Regions from separate parts of the Mus musculus genome. Here region 1 is linked to region 2. Evidence: chromatin contacts called from public HiChIP or PLAC-seq data. All regions are on one chromosome and are shown on one strand. The core of a region is the stretch at or near the end of the contact, and the rest is flanking DNA. Distances in the headings are between cores, read along the strand shown.

Evidence for each region. HiChIP or PLAC-seq counts read pairs in DNA pulled down with a chosen protein or histone mark.
Region 1: an H3K27ac HiChIP or PLAC-seq map of embryonic stem cells shows a contact between it and region 2, with 4 times the contacts expected there. The contact joins two enhancer-like sites. A contact is called at or near these places in 1 of 39 promoter capture datasets (hippocampal neurons), 5 of 484 Hi-C or Micro-C datasets (the C2C12 cell line, cortical neurons, cranial neural crest and 2 more), 5 of 115 datasets of contacts at active chromatin or transcription factors (embryonic stem cells and trophoblast stem cells) and 1 of 9 other capture datasets (embryonic stem cells).

Annotation. Positions count from the first base shown.
Region 1 is chr14:105,868,694-105,873,751 of GRCm38.p6, reverse strand. No RefSeq gene overlaps it. Among named protein-coding and RNA genes, the nearest start is that of Spry2, 26 kb to the left of the region's middle. Within about 2 kb of position 3,316, at least 24 of the 459 cell types and tissues checked have an H3K27ac peak or open chromatin away from gene starts, as enhancers often do.
Region 2 is chr14:105,311,124-105,316,209 of GRCm38.p6, reverse strand. No RefSeq gene overlaps it. Among named protein-coding and RNA genes, the nearest start is that of Gm24207, 37 kb to the right of the region's middle. Within about 2 kb of position 2,154, at least 16 of the 459 cell types and tissues checked have an H3K27ac peak or open chromatin away from gene starts, as enhancers often do.

The DNA of each region.
Region 1 (5,058 bases), core at 2,067-4,566, 560 kb before region 2:
GAAAAAAATGAGAACATGACTGAACCAACATGAACCTACACTGGATTCCTTCTACATAATACTGTGCATAATAACACCTAACGTGATGTGTGTGTGTGTGTGTGTGTGTGTGTGTGTGTGTGTGTGTGTGTGTGGTTTGAAAAGTGCTCAGCAAGGGTCTGGGTAAGTGACTCCGTGGGAAGAGTCTTTGTGCATAAGCATGAAGACTTGAGCTCAAATCTTCAGAGGCCATGTGAAAAATTAAAATACCTCCCAAATAGAACGCACAATATTTGTGTGCTCGTTGTTTGTTTTTTTGTTGTTGTTGTTAATTACATGTATTTGGTGGGGGTCTGTGCGTGTGAATGCACACAAGTAGAGATCAGAGGACACCCTGCAGAGCGGAAGCTGGTGATCTCTCCTTCCACTATGTGGAATCTGGGGCTTGAACACAGGATGGAAGCTTGAAGCCCTTACAGCTGCGCCAGCTCCCCTGGCCCAGTCTGCTAAGTGTCATTGAGCTGTTGATTGTCTCTGCAATTCCCAAACTTTGTTCCAGTACTTTTGTGGAGAAGTGTCTGTGCATATTTGAACAACACTACACTATCTTTTCTTGAGCAATTGTAAAATTAACTGCTGTCCCAAGAGTTTTGAGGCCTTCCCTAAGTAAAGGAACTTGCTCAACTTTACTTAATTCCTTCTTAAACACACCTGACCCCAAGTCTAATTTTGAGTTTACAAATTATCTAATTTAATTTAACTAGCTGTTCCAACCCCCATTACACATCAGCACTGAAAAACTGTTTTAATGAAAATGAGTTTACCAACCCCTGCCCCATTAGGAAAATTGGCTTTGAACTAGAGAGAGGGCTCAATGTTTAAGAGCTCTGGCTGCTCTTCCCAAGGATCTGAGTTCTATGCCCAGCACCAACTTGATAGCTCAAAACTGTAACTCCAGTTCCAGGGAGTCTGATACCATCTTCTGTCCTCCAAAGGCGCTGTACACCTGTGGTATACAGATGTACATACAGACAAAACATGTCTTGATTCCCATAGTCTATTGTTAAATATTTAGGTTGAAGTTATGTTTGTTTTTTAGTTTTTGGATTTTTTTAGATTTATTTATTTATTATATGTAAGTACACTGTAGCTGTCCTCAGATACTCCAGAAGAGGGCATCAGATTTTGTTAGAGATGGTTGTGAGCCACCATGTGGTTGCTGGGATTTGAACTCATGATCTTCGGAAGAGCAGTCGATGCTCTTAACCACTGAGCCATCTCGCCAGCCCATTTGTTTGTTTTTAAGGCCATATATAGATACATAGTTTAACACAGGAGTTTTAAAATAGCATTTTAAGAAAATTGTCGTTTTTCTATATACTATGCCAAAATTAGTTCTTTTTCCCCTTTCTATGTACTATTTATTTATTTATTTATTTATTTATTTATTTATTTATTTTCTTTTTAAAGTCAGGGTCTCACCAGATAGTTCAGGTTGGCCTGAGACTCAGAGACTCACTTGTCTTTGCCTCTGCCTCTCCAGCACTTGGATTTAAAGCCACGTACTACCATGTCCCAGCCTGGTTTCCTAAGGTGCAATATGGACTCCAAAACCATTTGAACTTTTCATATTATCTTCCAGTAAAATTCATTTTAATGGACATGTTACATTTTCTTTCAAGAATGTGAACATATTTCAAAATATAACACAGTATCTTTGTGATAAAGTTTATCTGGCATTAATGTAATTCTTCTGCCTGTACATAATGATCAAAGTCAAAGCTTTGGGGAGGAAACCCTTGGGGTATAAGTTCCTGCCCAAAGCAACACTTGCTCTTCGTAAGGAAAATTTGAGTTGAATCTCTGCCTGTCTCCTTATTGATCTCCCACACTGTTAGAAAAGATACCAACACGTTTTAAACTGGAGCACATCTGTTTTTAACAGGTGGGGGAAGCAGGAAGATAGGGGCTGAGGGTGTGGGAGGGGTTTTCTTATCCTGCTGGACTCAACTTCTTAAATTAAGATAAACTTTAACATGCCTGGACTGCCTTTTGCTGAGCATGGATCAAGTATGAACACGGCTGGTGCACACATTTAGTGACAGATTCTCTGGGGTAAAAGTTCAAATTACTGAGAAGAACCCCCACTCTGTGTCTAGCATGGCTGCCTCGCCCCTAACACTGGCACATGGGATCCTCGCTGCCTGTCTTTTGAGAAAACCCTATCTCTGTCCACGAGCCAATAAAAACCTTCCTAAACATTTGCCAGCGTTTTTACAGGAAAACTTTAATTCTTCCTGCAAAGAGCAGCGGACACGAAGGGACTTTTAACATCCCTATTTAGATGGTTACTTGAATATTTCTGGTTGTCTGTTGTCTGTCTGTTTTTACAAGCAAAGTATATCTCATCATTAATGCTTCTTTAAAAAATGTTTAATAAATCAGAAGCAAAATTTAGTGGAAGAACACAGTTAAGCATTTTTAAGAAAGAGCACTATTCTTTAGTGAACACAACTATTTCCAAGAATAACAATTCTTAAGCATTTTTGTTTTTGCTTTAAAAAAAAAAACAAGAGCATAAAAATGTGTCTCATAAATCACTGAGCTGTGTAAATAAGGAAGCCTCAGAGATTCTTGTGGAAGAAAAACACCATTTTTAAATTTATCTACTCGGAAGAACAAACATATTATATCAGAATGCAAATAATTATAAAGTCACAACTAATTTCTTCCTCCATGTTAGGCTTTTGAACAATTTCCAAGTTTTTCTCACCGTAAATATCTATAACTTAAGACCACTCTTTTAATTTACGGGATGAGGAAAGGTATTTTTTCTTCCGAAAAGCTGTCATAACTAGTTTATAAATTTGTTCAAGTTAGAAGCCAGAGTTTTCATAATTAGATGATTAATGAGTGTTTCTTTAGTGTATGGGTCAGGTAGGGGTCTGAGTTAAAGATTTCCTAGGGTCCGTGGGAAGGAAACTCTATCCTCCCATCTCCTTCTCTTGCCTGGGCAAGATGTAGACATTGCTCCCCAGTCCTTGAACGCAGCAGTCATTTGGAGCCCTGACCTGGAAAAGGGCTGAGCCTCACCCTTTCCCACAGAGAGTTTCTGCAAGCTTTCTTCCTCAAACTCACAACTGATACTTGAAACGTGGCTGCACAGAATTCTCCCCAAGGAGTGAGTACACGCGTTCCACACGCTGACCTCTCGAAACACAGCTGCCCCTGTGCTCCTTCGCTCGCCCTCCAAACTTCCTGGAGCAACACTGCTCAGCTGTTACTCCAACTCTCCTTAGCCTGGAATTTCATCTTATTCCTCTCCCCAGATGTAGACTCCTATGTGAATCTCACGTTCTGGGAGAGCCTTTTCCCAGATTCCTCGGCCAGACGTCGGCTGGCTGCCCTAGCCTCTCACAATGCCAGCTTACCTTTGCTACACATTAGATTTTCCCCACAACCCCAGCATCAGTTTATGCTGGCTCCCTCTCTCCCCCTCCCCCTCTCATTCTTTTTGTGTTTTGCCGAACAGTGATTGAACCTAGACCCTTACATATACAAGGCAAGCAAACATTCTATCACTAAGCTACAACCAAAGCCGACTATGATACTTACTTTTTTTTTTTTTTCCTTTTGGTTTTTTGAGACAGGGTTTCTCTGTGTAGCCCTGGCTGTCCTGGAACTCACTTTGTTGCCTCAAACTCATAAATTCGCCTGCCTCTGCCTCCTGAGTGCTGGGATTAAAGGTGTGCGCCACCACCGCCTGGCTCTAACTTGTTTTTTTTTTTTATACTAATCTTTTTATTGATGCATATTAATCATGCATAATAGATTTGATCATGTTATTTCGTACATGTATGTAACTAACGTATTTTGATCACGTGGCTCTTCTTGTCATACCCCCCTCCCCAACCTCCTCCCACAGATCCATTTCCTCTTCCTAAACGATCCCTTCCCCTCATTCCCACCCTCGCCCTACCTTCTTTTTTAAAACTTATTAGGGTTGCTTATGGAGCATGGGTGAAGGATGGTTTACAGGAACATGGATACCTGATAAGTGGCTCCACATTTGAAGACTTCTCTTCTTCCCCAGCAACTATTAACGGTGTGTAACTCCTCAAGGAGTCTTGGTCCTGCCAAGCACCACCTCTCTCTGTGACAAGAAGTTCAGCACTATGTTCAGCATTATGCAGGTTATCACGGTCCTAGCCTGTGGGAAGCCACATGTGCCGTTGCAGAGTGGCATTGACTACTGCTGGCCACCACGCATAAGTTTGGACAAACAACCAATGTGTACATATGCAGTAAAGTTTTTTGCAAAGACACTGCCTGGCCCGGGCATGATAATGAGGCTTTGAGAGTATAACCAATCAGATGTGAGACATGCAAATGAGGTATGATAATGAGGCTCTGTGAGGTACAGAGAGAGAGAGAGAGTAGCCAATCAGATGAGGAACATGCAAATGAGGCATAGTGCATAACCAATCCGGGTGTGAGACACGCCTCTCCTAGGCCTATATAAGCAGCACCAGTTCTGGGCTCAGGGTCTTTTCGCCTCTGCAATCAAGCTCTCCCAATAAACGTGTGCAGAAGGATCCTGTTGCAGCGTCGTTCTTGCTGGTCGAGTCCGGTGCGCAAGACTAGCCCACTTCATTTCCTTCCTTTAAAACAAACAAAAGAAACCAAAACAACAACAACAAAAAACCCTTTATATTATGTGTTTATTTAGATTTGTTTATTTTTATTTTATGAGTATGCGTGCTCTGCCTGCATGTATCTCTGTGCATACCCTGTGCATGCCTGGAGCCCACAGAAGAGAGATGATACCAGATAGTCTGGAATGGGAGTTCCACATAGTTATGAGCTATCATCTAAGTCCTGGGAACCAAATCCAAGTCCTCTGAGAGAGCTTGTGCCACAAGCTGGACCATCCCTCTAGCCCGTTCCCCTTCTCTACACAAGGCCAGAGGTAAGGTTTTAATGATCACTGAACTAAAACTAACTATAAAATACATGCTTTCAGTTCCAAGCACACCTCTGAATGGCCAACAAAAAGCTAACTGTTGTTGCCCGAACTCT
Region 2 (5,086 bases), core at 905-3,404:
GATTTGAGAGAAGAAGAGAGGTTCATGGGGGCACTAGAGTAAGGAAAAGGGAGGGGGATGGTATATAATTTCAAAAAAATATTAACATTTTTAAAAAGAGAAGACACTACGTTCAAGATACATAGAGACTATGATTATACTAGAGACCTGACCCCAGGCAGAGAGATGAGGCATGAATAGAACGACTGAGACCCACAGTGAGGCTCAAATGAAGTGGGATGAGAATCGGAAAGGTAACTAGCTCCTTCTGAAGAATATCAAAAGAGGCAAACAGAATGCAAGAGTCAGATGACTCCTTAGGGTGAGAGGGGTGCTAGATGGGAAGAAGAGCAAAGAGCGACGGAAACAAGCTGCATGTGAGAATGCCAGAATGAAACCTACTACCCTGTCAGCAAATGTAAAGAATACACCAGGGGCTGGAGAGACGGCTCAGCTGTTAAGAGACCTGCTGTTCTTCCAGAGGACTGGTGTCAGACTCTAGGACCCTCTTCTGGCCTCTGCAGGCACTCTCACACACATGTATATACACCCCCACACACGTAAGTAAATATCAAATCTAAAAATGACACCTTACAAAAATAAAAACATTTAATGATTAATAAGCCTCCCACATATTTCTATTTACTCTTTAAGACCTAATTTTAGCCCTGTTTCAAGCAAAAGGTACCTGAAAACTTCGAGTTCAATTGTTCTAACCCATATATATATACATATATATGTATATATATATATATGGGTTATACGTATATATATATATATACATATATATGGATATATGAATGTGTATGTGTGTATGCATGTGTGTGTGTGTGTGTGTGTGTGTGTGTGTGTATACACACACACACATACAACTTCTCCCTTAACAAACACATTTTCCAGTTTATAAATGAAACTTCTTTTAAACTTAAGAGCTAAAGGTCAGAAAACATCTTTCTATCCACAGAGACCCGGGTAGCAGAATTGATTCCACCCATTGCTGAGTTTTCTGAGTTCTGTGGTAAGCATTGAGAAAAATACTAAATTAAAGATATAAAAGTTGATAATCAAAGAACTATCTTAATCGGATTGACAGAAATGATATTTGGAGTGAAAATATTAAGATAGGAGGAAAGAGAAAGACTTCCCCCAGAGCCATGGTAGAGAAACTTCTTTTTTAATGTGTGGGTGTATGTATACACATGTGTGTGCAGATGCATATGAACATGTTGAACTACTTTTAAAGGTAAAACAGGGGATAGAGTATAAGATATATTTATACACAAGTAAAACCATCATTCCTTCAAATACCATAAGCAGGCACACTTGACCATGTTTACTGGACCTGAATTATCACCATAGTGGAGACTAACAGACATACCCTTTCATTTAAATGTTTCCTTTTTGAAGTAAAGATGTTCGTTTAAATCCAAAGTTAACCCTCAGTAACAGAAGCTGCACAGGAAATCCAGCTTGGAATAAGAAACAACGTGTTGATGTCCTACTCACTCCCCTATCCAGGACTTCAGGGCACTGTCTCATTTGTACATAAAAGAGTTACATCAATCCACAGGAAATCCACAGGCTGGCCAGAGGGCCCCCTTTTCAGAAGGATCTGTGAGCCTCCTAACAGCTGAAGCTAGAATGCTTTGTTGCCTCCATGTGTAACAGTAGCAAAACAAAAATGTCACATAAGCAACTTTTGCTTTAATTCTGATTGTAACAAAGAAGAATAAACAGTAGTTTAATATGATCCTAGGCACCCTGACTTTCAAAGTTACTTAAAGATATGATGGTGTCACACAATAGCTTATTTCAGCTTTTGAAGGTAAATGTTAAGCTAACCGGCAGGTCAGGAAGAACAGCCATTTGATGGACGGATGCTTATCTTGGGTCTCCTGGAACCTCAGGTCCCTGACTGTGCTTCCCAATAAACAGGCAAGAAGTCGGAGGCTTCGGTTAAGCATTGTGTCTAAACTTGTTTTGGAGTACCAAGTCACTCCTTTCCGTAACACAAAGCTGCCTGTCACTGTAAACTACAAGGATGGGGAGGGGAAGATGCCAGTAGAAAGAAATCCTATGTGTTCAGTCAGAAAAATCGCTGGTGTGAGGGAGATAAACACTCATGTTCTTTTTAATCACAATGGAGAAAGTAAGTGACATTCTGTCCCAATACTGCCACACTCTGGTCATTTGGCTCTACAGTCACGTCATAGGTAGTGAGGTATCAAAACTAGAAAGGTGTTCAACACCTAATTCATAAGGCAAGGCCTCAAACTAAAAACTGCCTAAGTCCTACAACCTAATTTTATATGCCTTGAAATCTTACATACGTGTGCTAATTTCCTCGATTTTCTATCACATGTGTGCAAAGAGCGAGGACTCCCGGCAACACGTCAGTCCACAACTTCAACTCAGAAAATGGACTGTCACTGGGGCAGACTTACGGGGCCGGGGCTTCTGGATACTGCGTCTGGGATGTTAACTTTGCAAACACCTCCAATTGATCATGTAGGGCGCATGGCATTGACTAGTAACCTCTGCCCTGGAGAAAGGTCTTTTAAGAATCATTCAAACAAGGTTTCACCCCTGGAGTTTCTAAAGATTAGAGAAATGTCTTTTCAAAGACTCTTCATATGTCAAACAATAAAACTTTTTAAGTGTAAAATGCACATTTAAAATATCTTTAAGTATTTTAAACACTATTTTCTTTTTAAAGTTAAAGCTTTTGGTGATGGAGAGAAGGCTCAGTCATTGCTGCTCTTCCAGAGAACACGTGTTTAAAAGTTAACTCACAACCACCTATGAACCACAGACCCCAGGACCCAGCACCTCTGGCCTCCGCAGATGACACATAACTCAAGATGAAGTAAACCTTATGTTTTATGCTCATAGCTGTCAGTGAGCTGATGTTATTTATTACTTAAAGTCTTCATCAAACCCCTTCTGCCAGGGCTCAGGAGAGGCAAAAAGAATGTAAAAGCCAATAGTGATGGAAGACACCAAGGAAACATGGCCTTGATTATGTACACAGCAGGGCTGATGCACATGCAAACTCAAGAGAGCCCATGACAGCACACACAGGGTCTGCACAGGTCCAAGCCACACGGGGTCCCAGTGCTGAGCCGGGAAGTGAGCACAGCCCTCATCCACACCCCAGAAGCTGTCTCCAAATGTCAACCACTTCACCAATGGAGTCTCAACCAGGGTAGACAAACCACACTCAAGGGCAGTCTCATTGCCCAGGAGGAGAAGTCCAACACAAAATGAACTCAGTGGTATTTCCATAGACTTTTTGTCTTGGATTGCTTTGGGCATTTTTATTCACCTTACATGCTTTTTGCTTATGTAGTATGGCTTTGGATTTTCTCTTTACGGTGTGTATGTGCGTGCATGTGTGTGTGTGTGCTCATATACACTCACACACACACACACACACAATGTTGATTTTCCTACTTTCTCCCCACCTCCATTTATTTTATCTTGTTCGTATCAAGGCAAAAGCCTGTTTTCTAAAGAGAGTGAAAGGCATGGAGTGGGTGGAAGAAGAAAAGGGGCTGGATAAAGGAGAAGGAAACAGGTCAGAGTCCACCACATGACAAAGAAATTATTTTCAATTAAAAATACGTCATACTCTATCACAACCCATTCTGTCAGGATGACTGACTAGCAATGCCTGGCAGCAATGGAGACTCTGGATCTCAATGAATGCACAGCAATTAGAATTTCACAGCCCAAATCACATGTCTCAACCAAACCACTCAGAACTCAGAAGGCTGACAACCTATTTTGTGAGAAATACATTTGCACAATGTACACACAACTCTGCAGAAGCCACACTTTCCAGTACGGTTATTTGCTACTCGCCATATTCTACATGAAGTGGCTGCTCTCCAGAATTCATCTGAGCCTAAGCTAATTTGTAGAACTTACTACTCTTTGGTAAAGCCAAGAGAAGAAACTGCTTCTTCATGTCCCGGAAGTGATAATTTAATTAAGGTGAACACACCTGACAGGGGTGGGGAGGAAAATGGAGAGAGAGAAGGGTGTGTGTATGTGTGTGTGGTGTGACTGACAGAGTGATGGAGAGTACCAGACCCAGTAGCTCTCTGCAAAGAGAGACCAGCCTCTATTTCCTGCCTGTCTTCTTGATGGCTTCTCGAATGGTTTCCTCCGGTTTTAGGTTTGTTTTCTGGGTGGGCAGAGCACACACAAATGACGGCCTATGCCTCTGCATGTGTGTGAAAGTCAGGAGACAACTTATAAAGTGTGGCTCTCTCTCTCCTCCATGGGGGTTCAGGAGCTCAAACTCAAGCCGTCAGGCACCACTACCTTCAGAGACATCTTGCCAGCGCCCGGACTGGAGTTTTAAAAGTGGTTTTCATTGAAATCATGGGGATTTGCTTTTAAGAAGCAGACAGCACGACCCTTCAAAATAAAAGCAAACAAAAATGCATCAGCTGAAAGCATCAAGACAGTAAAGCGTGGGACGGGAAGGAGCTCGAGGAGAGGGCTTGTCCTGCTTACACAAGAAGCCAGAGTCTTGCTCCTACACCAACAAAACCAAGGGGAGAGGGGAAGGGAAGAGAGGTGAGGATGTGAAAGGAGGGGAGGGGATTGATACATGAGTTGAAAAATCAACAGTTTGCACTTTTACTGTTGCAACATAAAAACAAAAGACATCTTCAAGGCGAGGTGGTATGCTTATATGTACTAAACACCTATATCCTAGAAAAATAAATCCTGCAAGATTAAACAATGCGGCACATGCCAACCTGGGTCCACATTGGAGTTGCTTCTGCCTCAGATCTTGAATACGGTACACAAACATGGCAAAGAGATCAAGGTGGTGACAATATACTTAGACTCTTGTTTTAAAAAGGATGACATTTTCACCCACACATTTTATTAACAAACTACACAACATTCCGTTTCCTTATATAGGCAAGTGCACTGTTGAAATGACAAATGGCAGAATGTCATCTAACAGGTGAAATGATGAATGGCAGAATGTCACCTAACAGGTGAACCTTATCAAAAAGGATATCTTAAAAATGCTAATATTTCACGGCTACTTAATGAGCAATCCCAATGATATAATTAAAACCTA